Linked DNA regions of Rattus norvegicus: region 1 is linked to region 2. The links are chromatin contacts, called in public Hi-C maps. All regions are on one chromosome and are shown on one strand. The core of a region is the stretch at or near the end of the contact, and the rest is flanking DNA. Distances in the headings are between cores, read along the strand shown.

Region 1 (4,027 bases), core at 181-2,680, 920 kb before region 2:
TAGTCCAACATCATCACCATCATCTGAAGAGGCAGGCTGTTTCAGCTCCTCTACCATGCAGGCAGATTTACACACTATGTGGCAATCTCTTAAGCAGAGGTGGAGTTGATATGGCAAGCCATCTCTCTAAATCTGAACCATTTATTATCTCTAAAGTCTAGCCTGCCAGAAGTTCTGTCATCAAAAGCCACTTTCATAAGCACACTGTGTCCATGGCCATGCCCCAAGATTTGCAGAGTGGATGGCATGTATGGCTGCCTCATTTTGATGTGTTTCCTTCAGACTTTCCTGAGTCAAGAACTCTGCTTAGGATTTCACAAACACTGTGCCATTGCCACAACAAGAATCCCATTTTGCAGAAGTCAAAGAGGTTAGGCATCTCATTTGAAGGCAGAGAACCACCGTGGTACAAACCTGAGCATGGAGCTCAAAGACCCATTCTTTTCACCTGGCTTCTCCATCTCTACATCTGATGTCTTGGCTGGGGTAGTGTCACTTAGAACATTTATTTGTGATGTCTTTGGAATGACAGTTGCAGCATAGTGGGACCTCTGACATGAACGTCCACTTTCCAAGAGGGAGACAGTGAATGACTTGGGTCTGCATGACTTTTTATGACCTGGCTTTGAGCATCATCAAGCCACATGTTCCCAATAATTACATACTGCTCATTTTATAGGAAAGGGACATTCTCCATCCCCAACTCAATAGCGCATTGTCAAAGACTTTGGACATATTTAAAAGCCACCAGATGTGATAAAATTGTGGGTCAGTAAATAAATGGGCTGGATGGATTGAGATCCTGATGTATGCTGAAGACTATGCTTGTTTGATTCTCATTTAAAGAGTTAAAAAGCCTAGGATGGCAATTTGTGCCTTCATTTGACTGAAGTCATTTAATCCCTCTGTGGGCAAGGTGATGGGTGGAAAAGTAGGTACCAGCTCAGGGCAGAAGGGCAGCTGGATATCACCCACCAATGGGATGTTGTCCGAAAGGCTCTCAAAATGCTCTGCCACATGAGATGTCATTCTGAGTCAGGGTCAGTTCACTGAATCTCAGTCTTTCACTTTATAGTTGGCAAGGCTGAAGCGACTGGAAGAGTCTTATCCAAGGTGATGCCATCCAGCCTGGTGGCCTGTAGCTCTGTGTATCTATAGGAGTAGAGTGTGTCTCTAGAAGCAGAAATAAACAGAGGTGGAGAGTTTATCTCTCAGTCACACTGGCTGCCTTTTAGGGCCCAAGTGCTACTTGTGGCTGGTGGGGACTCCACCCAGTAAAGTAGATAATAGTCAGACCCGCAGCAGCACTGATCTACTGGCACACAAGCTGCTGGATTTGGAGGGAACTCTAGGCAGGAAGGCCCAGTCCTCTGTTGACCAGGCCTTGGAACTTTCCCCAGGGACGCTGTGGGTAGCTGGGAACTGGCTGTCAGAAGAGGTTCAGAACTTCTCTAAAGCCCTAAGCCTGCCTTCTCCATTTGCATGTCCACTTTGGTCTGGCTCACTCTCATTAGATTTGTAGCAAGAGGCTAAAGGCTTGGCTGACTAGAGAGAGCCTGGCTGAATCTTTGGGGAGGGACCCTGTTTAGGGATTCAAAGGACCTAGGAGAGAAGCTCTCTGACAATAGCACTGTAGAGGCTGATAAGACCCCTGCCAGGAGAGGGAGGCTGCCTAGAGATCTACACATTCGCCACTTCTGACTACAGTCCTGGATCTCAGAAGAATACTACCCTGCTTCAGCCCCTCACCCTCTGTATTGTACCTCAGCTTGGATAAGAGACCAAAAGCCAGTGCAGTCCCTTCACAGTCTTCATGGAGGCCTTTGACATTAGCATTACCTCCCTTTTATTGGATTAGGGGCAAACACTATTTCTCCTTTCATCTGTAGTTGCATGGAGGGGATGCTAGCACCCACCTTCCCCATTCTACTTTCAGGCGTTACCAAGGCTGCTTTGGCCCCGTGCCTACTCTGGAGCAGGGCAGCAGAGGTTAGAGTCTTGGCTACTTACCCTGAGTCCTCTTCCAACCCCACAAGTGATTTAGCCAAGTTGTTCATCATTTTGGACTTCAGTTTCTCATCTGCAAAACGAAGAGGAAGTGACTAAGCCAGTGTTTCTCACAGACCACGTGATCAGGAGCCTCCCGAGGAGCATGCTGAAGGGCAGGTGTGACCGACTAGGTCTGAGAGCAACCTGAGACTCTGTGTTTCTTAGAATCCCGGGGCTGCTTTTGTTGCTTATCTATAGTGGCAAGGGTGTAGTACTGTGTGTGGGATGCTTCCTATATAAATAGGAACATCCTGTTTGTGCTCTTTAGTAGGGAAACCACCTACTGCAGGAGACTGCCGAGCACTTAAAGCCTAGCTGGTGAGTTCAAGGAGCTAGCTTTTCGGTTTTTACCTTGTCTTAATGAATTAGGGTATCCAGCGGCTACCATGTTGGATGGCACAGCGTGGGTATCCTCTAAGACATTTTACTGACCAGCTGTGTGGAGTTAGATAGGTGGTTTAATTTCTCAGACTCACAGCTTTACCACGAGTACAAGTAAAAACAAAAAGGTAACGTTTCCTGTTTATCAGGGAGGCTGGTCGGCTGGTAAGAATAGTCTGTAGTCTGAGCAGACATGTGCTATGTAGTTATGGTACTATTATTACTGTTACTACTCTTGGTATCTTACAGTGGAGCAGTGGGAAGAAAACGGTATTGAAGTTAGACAAACTGTATTAAAATCTCAGATCCAACTAGCTCTTGTTGTTTTGGGCTTCTGCAAACTTTGGTGGCAGCAGCTCTAAATAGCAGCTTTCCAGGATGGAGACTCTTAAACGCATCAAAAGTTAAGCAGCTACAGGTACAATGTGCAGGATACAGGAGGTAATCAATATGTTCGGTCAAACACTATCCTACCACTCTTAGATGCCAGGGTTCAAATCCTGGCCCTTCCTAGCCATGTGTTCTTGGGAACCTATTAGATCTCCTTTCCTTAGTTTTATTGTCTGCTAGAGGAAGATCAGGATCATATCCAGGAAAGTCTGGCTACTGATGTTGCCATTTGACAAGTGGTGAGTGAGTTCTCTCCGTATTCTGTTAGGAATCTGATAAAGAATGACAAATAAAACTGGAAACTCACCCGGCTCCTCCCATCTGTATGATTCTGTGCTAAGTCAGATTCATATGATGCTGAGGGTGGGTGGTGGTGTAACTGGGAGGACAGACAAGGCCTTGTGAAAAGAGGCATTTCAAGGGAGCCAACACACAGTTGATGACTGGATGTTGGGAGGGAGGCAGAGTCTGGGCTGCAGATGTGAGTGTATACCTTGTCTGCTCACAAGGTTGTTAAGAATCAGTAGGAGGTCATGTGCAAATGACCAAGGTGGCATGTTTGGGAGGAGCTTAGCACATGGGTGTCTCTTCTCCTCTGTGGTGCTGCAGAGCCGTACCCCATGCTGGCTGGGCAGTCTCAGGCCCTGCACGGGAACTCATCCTTCTTGTAGTTCAGGTCTCCCTAAATTAGGAACATTTCCCTGTTATGGTTGAACAGATATCACCGTAGGGCATACCCAGTTTACTATTTGATGGATATTGCATTGAGCCCCAAAAGAATAAAACATTAGCACAAATAGCCTATGACATTGGAGAATGAGATCTCTTTTTAACAAGGATTTTATTTATGATCAGTGTGTGTGTGTGTGTGTGTGTGTGTGTGTGTGTGTGTACATGCGTAGCTGCAGTCTCTGTGTGAAGACCATACACAGAACAACTTTCAGAAGTTTGTTCTGTCAATCCCATGTGTTGAGACTAAGACCAAACTTGCCAAATTTGAAGCAAGCTTTAATTAAATACTGGCCAGGTCCATACTCAGGTTCTCAGGAAAGGGCCATGAGTCACATTTTGCTGAGGCTTAAAATGGCAAAACCATCTGGATGGTGGTGGCCCACGCCTTTTATCCCAGCACTTGGGGGACAGAGGCAGGTGAATCTCTGAGGGTTCCAGGTCAGCCTCTTATACAGACCAAGTTCTAGGCCAGCCA
Region 2 (3,684 bases), core at 1,108-3,607:
TTTGCTGACAATGTGTAGCAAACCAAGTCTGTCTAGTAAGCAAACATAACTGTCTAGTATGTTTTACAACCTTAGCAACATTTTATGAAGTATATTTCTGAAAAACTAAAATCTTAAGCCAGATGTAATGGCACACAACTGCACTTGGAAGGAGAACCAGGCACTCAAGGCCAGCCAGGGTTACACAGTATGTCTTGAAACAAAAATTTCTTTCCAAAGTTTAAAATACAACATACATCAAAATGTTATAATTAACCACAAACAAGGGAAAACTGTTGTGTAAATTAGCCCATTTATTGCAGACCAGGCAAGTCTCAGGAGGTGCTTCTACTGGTCCTTCAGTTCCTTCAGTCTTCTGATGGCAGACTTCACTGTGACTGCAGAAGTGGTACTGTTAAGAGAAACCATTTCCAACATAACTGTGCATGTTAACACAAACATCCAAGTAAACCTGTACACTGGTCCCTTGATTTTCTCCTGGAAGAAATTATTCATAGTCTCCTTCACCTCCATGCTGCAGAGAATCTTACCTAACAAGACCTCTGATGTCACACTGGCATGTCGCACCCTTTAAAAACCATGACTTGGGGCACTTTCACTCCTGATTTCTCAAATATTGAAAAAGGAGGCAGACCCAGACTCCACATGATCTTAAGGTGCTTTCCTTTGTAGACAGGACAGCAGAGGCCAATGTCAACAGTTCTAAGCCTACACTCCAAAACCAAGCAGTCAGTCAGCCCATACACTGCATGTGTGAGTAGTCAGTCACCTGTCAGGACAACTAACCCCTGCTTCCACCCTTTTGCTATCCTTGTGCACTCAAGGTGTTCTTAAACACATCCAGTGTTTTCAACACCACGACTTCAGTAAACACTGGAACCCACACGTTCAACTTCTTAGCCACTAGCCACACTCAAGAGCAGCTGTTGGTTAATTTGGAAATGCTAAAGCTCTTAAGAACAAAGCAAACAATGACAGACAGGAGGCTTCATCTCAGCATCTCACCTGGTTCTGTCAGAGTCACAGCACTAAATATGCCCAAATAGCCTCAAATCTTTCTACCAACCTCATTAACTTGCAGTGTTCAAGTTCGGTACAAACGCCAATGGACTTAGACAAACCATAATTTTCCAGTTCCAAAGACCCTAGTTGACTGTACAACTCAAAGGAATAGGAGAATCTCCATTTTAATGTAGAGAAACCATAACCTCGTTTTTTGAGACAGGGTTCCACTCTGCAGCCCTGACAAACCCAAAAGCCTATTTGCTTTACCAATCATAAAACTGAAACTAGTCCAACATGTGCCAGACCTGGAACAACAGCTGTGCGGTCCATAGACTTTCCTACACCACAAAGAAAAACACTCACTTGTAGGTCCAGGCCCCACCGGCCACTGTTTTCATGCAGGAACCACAATGCCAGATGCCAACGGCTCGTCTCTTCATCTTGGTCTGTATTTAAAAAAAAAAAAAACTTGTTATGAAATATGTAAAACATAAATCCCTGAGGCTTCCAGAGCATAAACTATGCAAAAGCCAGCTTATCCACATGGAAAATAGTTAAGTTCTAGTAACCCAAGCAGGATTTTACAGGCTACACAAACCTCTTGTGGGCTGGTACAGACTTGTTAACACAGCTATCACTCCCTACGAATGGTCGTTCAGAATACTGCCCTTTCCCTCTCCAAACCATTCATCCTTAAGTTCCTTAGTAATTCCATGTAAACAAAGAATGCTTCACAAAAAGTAACCCCAAACCCTCGTTATCTCACACTGGGCCAGCGGCTTCCCAACAGCCTTGGCTCACGAGCAATCGCACCCTCCTCCCCAGCCGGAGGCGACTTACCTTGCCACAGAAGGAGCAAGTGTACTTAGCGTGCTGGCTGATTTCAATTTTCTTCACCATTTTCCGGAGGGAGGCACCATAGCGGGTCCCGTATTTTCCGACGATCCCGACCTTCTTGGTGCGTTTAGCCTGAGGACAGAGAAACAAATGGACCAGTGACATTTAGCGACAGGAAGCCAGTTTGTGCACGCCAACACGCCGCTTAACACAAACTCAGCTGGAACCTAGTTCCCCTCAAGCTCAGCCACCAAGAACAGCATGCACCGGGAGCGCAAGGCTCCGGAGCGGCGCTGGGCCAAGTCCCATCGAGCCGCCTCCGGCAGCGTACGGAACTCCAGACAACACGAGAGTCCCGACAGCAGACAGGACACCGGACGGCACAGACTACCCGAGGGGAGTGAGGGCGGGAAGCCGGAGAGAACGGCAGATGCAGATGGATAGCGACTTCCAAAGCAGTTACGCAAAAACTCACCATGTCGCCGGAACCGAAGCCCAAGCCCGAAGAGGAAGAGACGCAACGGGCATGCGCGGTTTTAGACCGGCGAGCGGAAGTGACGTAAGCATCCTCTCTAGGACGCGAACTCGGTGTTCTAGAGGTCTATTCGCTGTCTCCTGGCGGTACGCTGGGGAATGTTTAGATGCTTAGAAGTCGTTCACTAGCTGGAAGCCCACCCTTCTTAGATTACACATACACCAAAGTTCTACAGAACAGGTGTGATTTCTTCCGTTCTGTTCGCGAGGTTTTAGGTGACTTTCCTTTAAGTGTTTAAAGCATAATGTTTGTGACTAAGTCTCATTGCCTTCCCACTATATTATATTTCTGAAATTCGTCAGGCCCGGTGCCAGATGCTGACCATAGTAAAAACCTAGGATCCGCTCCTAGGCCAATTTTCAGTTCAGCTGGGAGACAGTCATATTCGTCACAATTACGAAATCTCACAAAGTGTTGCTGATCAGAGTTCTGGGGATAAGGTAAGGAAGAGGGTCTACCTGAGTCCAAGACCCTAGAGCGGTGGTTCTCAACCCCTTTCTGATCGAGCCACCCTTTCACAGGGAATCACATAAGACCACTAGAAAACACAGATATTTACAGTTCATAACAGTAGCAAAATTACAGTTATGAAGTAGAAAGGAAACTAATTTTATGCTTGGCGGGGGATCACTACAACATGAACTGTATTAACTAGTCAGGGCATTAGGAACTTAGAGATCTGGAATTCTAAGAAAAATGTGGTTAGCTTTGAGGTGGTTTCAGCAGTTAGGAACGTTATGGTTGGATTCTCAGCCCCACAAGCAGTTCACTTTCTGAGTACCAGACACACACATGGTGCACAGTCCTTATGTGCAGGCAGAACACCACACACAAAATAATGAAATAAAATTGTTCAAAAGTAAGAAAAGTGTAATTTTGAGGCTGGGATGAGTTAACAATCATTCCAGTTTTGCCTTCCGTTTGGCCCCTCAGTCCTGACTGGGGTTTCCTATTCATTTCTGAAACCATTCGCTGGCCCAGTAATCAGATTCCTGGTCCAAGTGTTGAAACCTTAAATTCCAACACTCTGTGATCCTCAACTATTATCTTCCTCTGAGTTCTCTCCAAGGGATAAGTCAGGAAGTCCCTTTTCACATTCAGGACAGGAAGGAAGTAAATGTTTTGGTTTTTTTTTTTTGGGGGGGGGGGTATTTGATTTTGAGCCAGGGTTTCTCTCTATCTCTGGCCGTCTTAGAAATCACTATGTAGACCCCATGTGGCATAAAACTTTTTAAAGTGTGTTCTACGTGAAGAAATAATATTGTTTGTTGGCTGGGTGGTGATGGTAGATGTTTTCGATCCTAGCA

The links. A called contact is a pair of places that touch in the nucleus more often than the background predicts.
Region 1: a contact with region 2 is called in a Hi-C map of mammary epithelial cells, with 3 times the contacts expected there. The contact joins the enhancer-like site here to the promoter of Rpl37a in region 2. A contact is called at or near these places in 3 of 12 Hi-C or Micro-C datasets (Schwann cells, kidney and mammary epithelial cells).

The regions. Positions count from the first base shown.
Region 1 is chr9:82,661,749-82,665,775 of GRCr8, reverse strand. LOC120094708 (a long non-coding RNA gene) reads right to left here. Exons shown (of 3, transcript XR_005489206.2): 2 at 2,011-2,080; 3 at 1-1,173. Among named protein-coding and RNA genes, the nearest start is that of Pincl, 210 kb to the right of the region's middle. Within about 2 kb of position 1,430, at least 5 of the 93 cell types and tissues checked have an H3K27ac peak or open chromatin away from gene starts, as enhancers often do.
Region 2 is chr9:81,746,764-81,750,447 of GRCr8, reverse strand. It overlaps Rpl37a (ribosomal protein L37A), which reads right to left and starts at 2,357. Exons shown (of 4, transcript NM_001205318.2): 1 at 2,318-2,357; 2 at 1,846-1,974; 3 at 1,369-1,451; 4 at 274-391. The coding sequence starts at 2,320. The coding sequence ends at 328.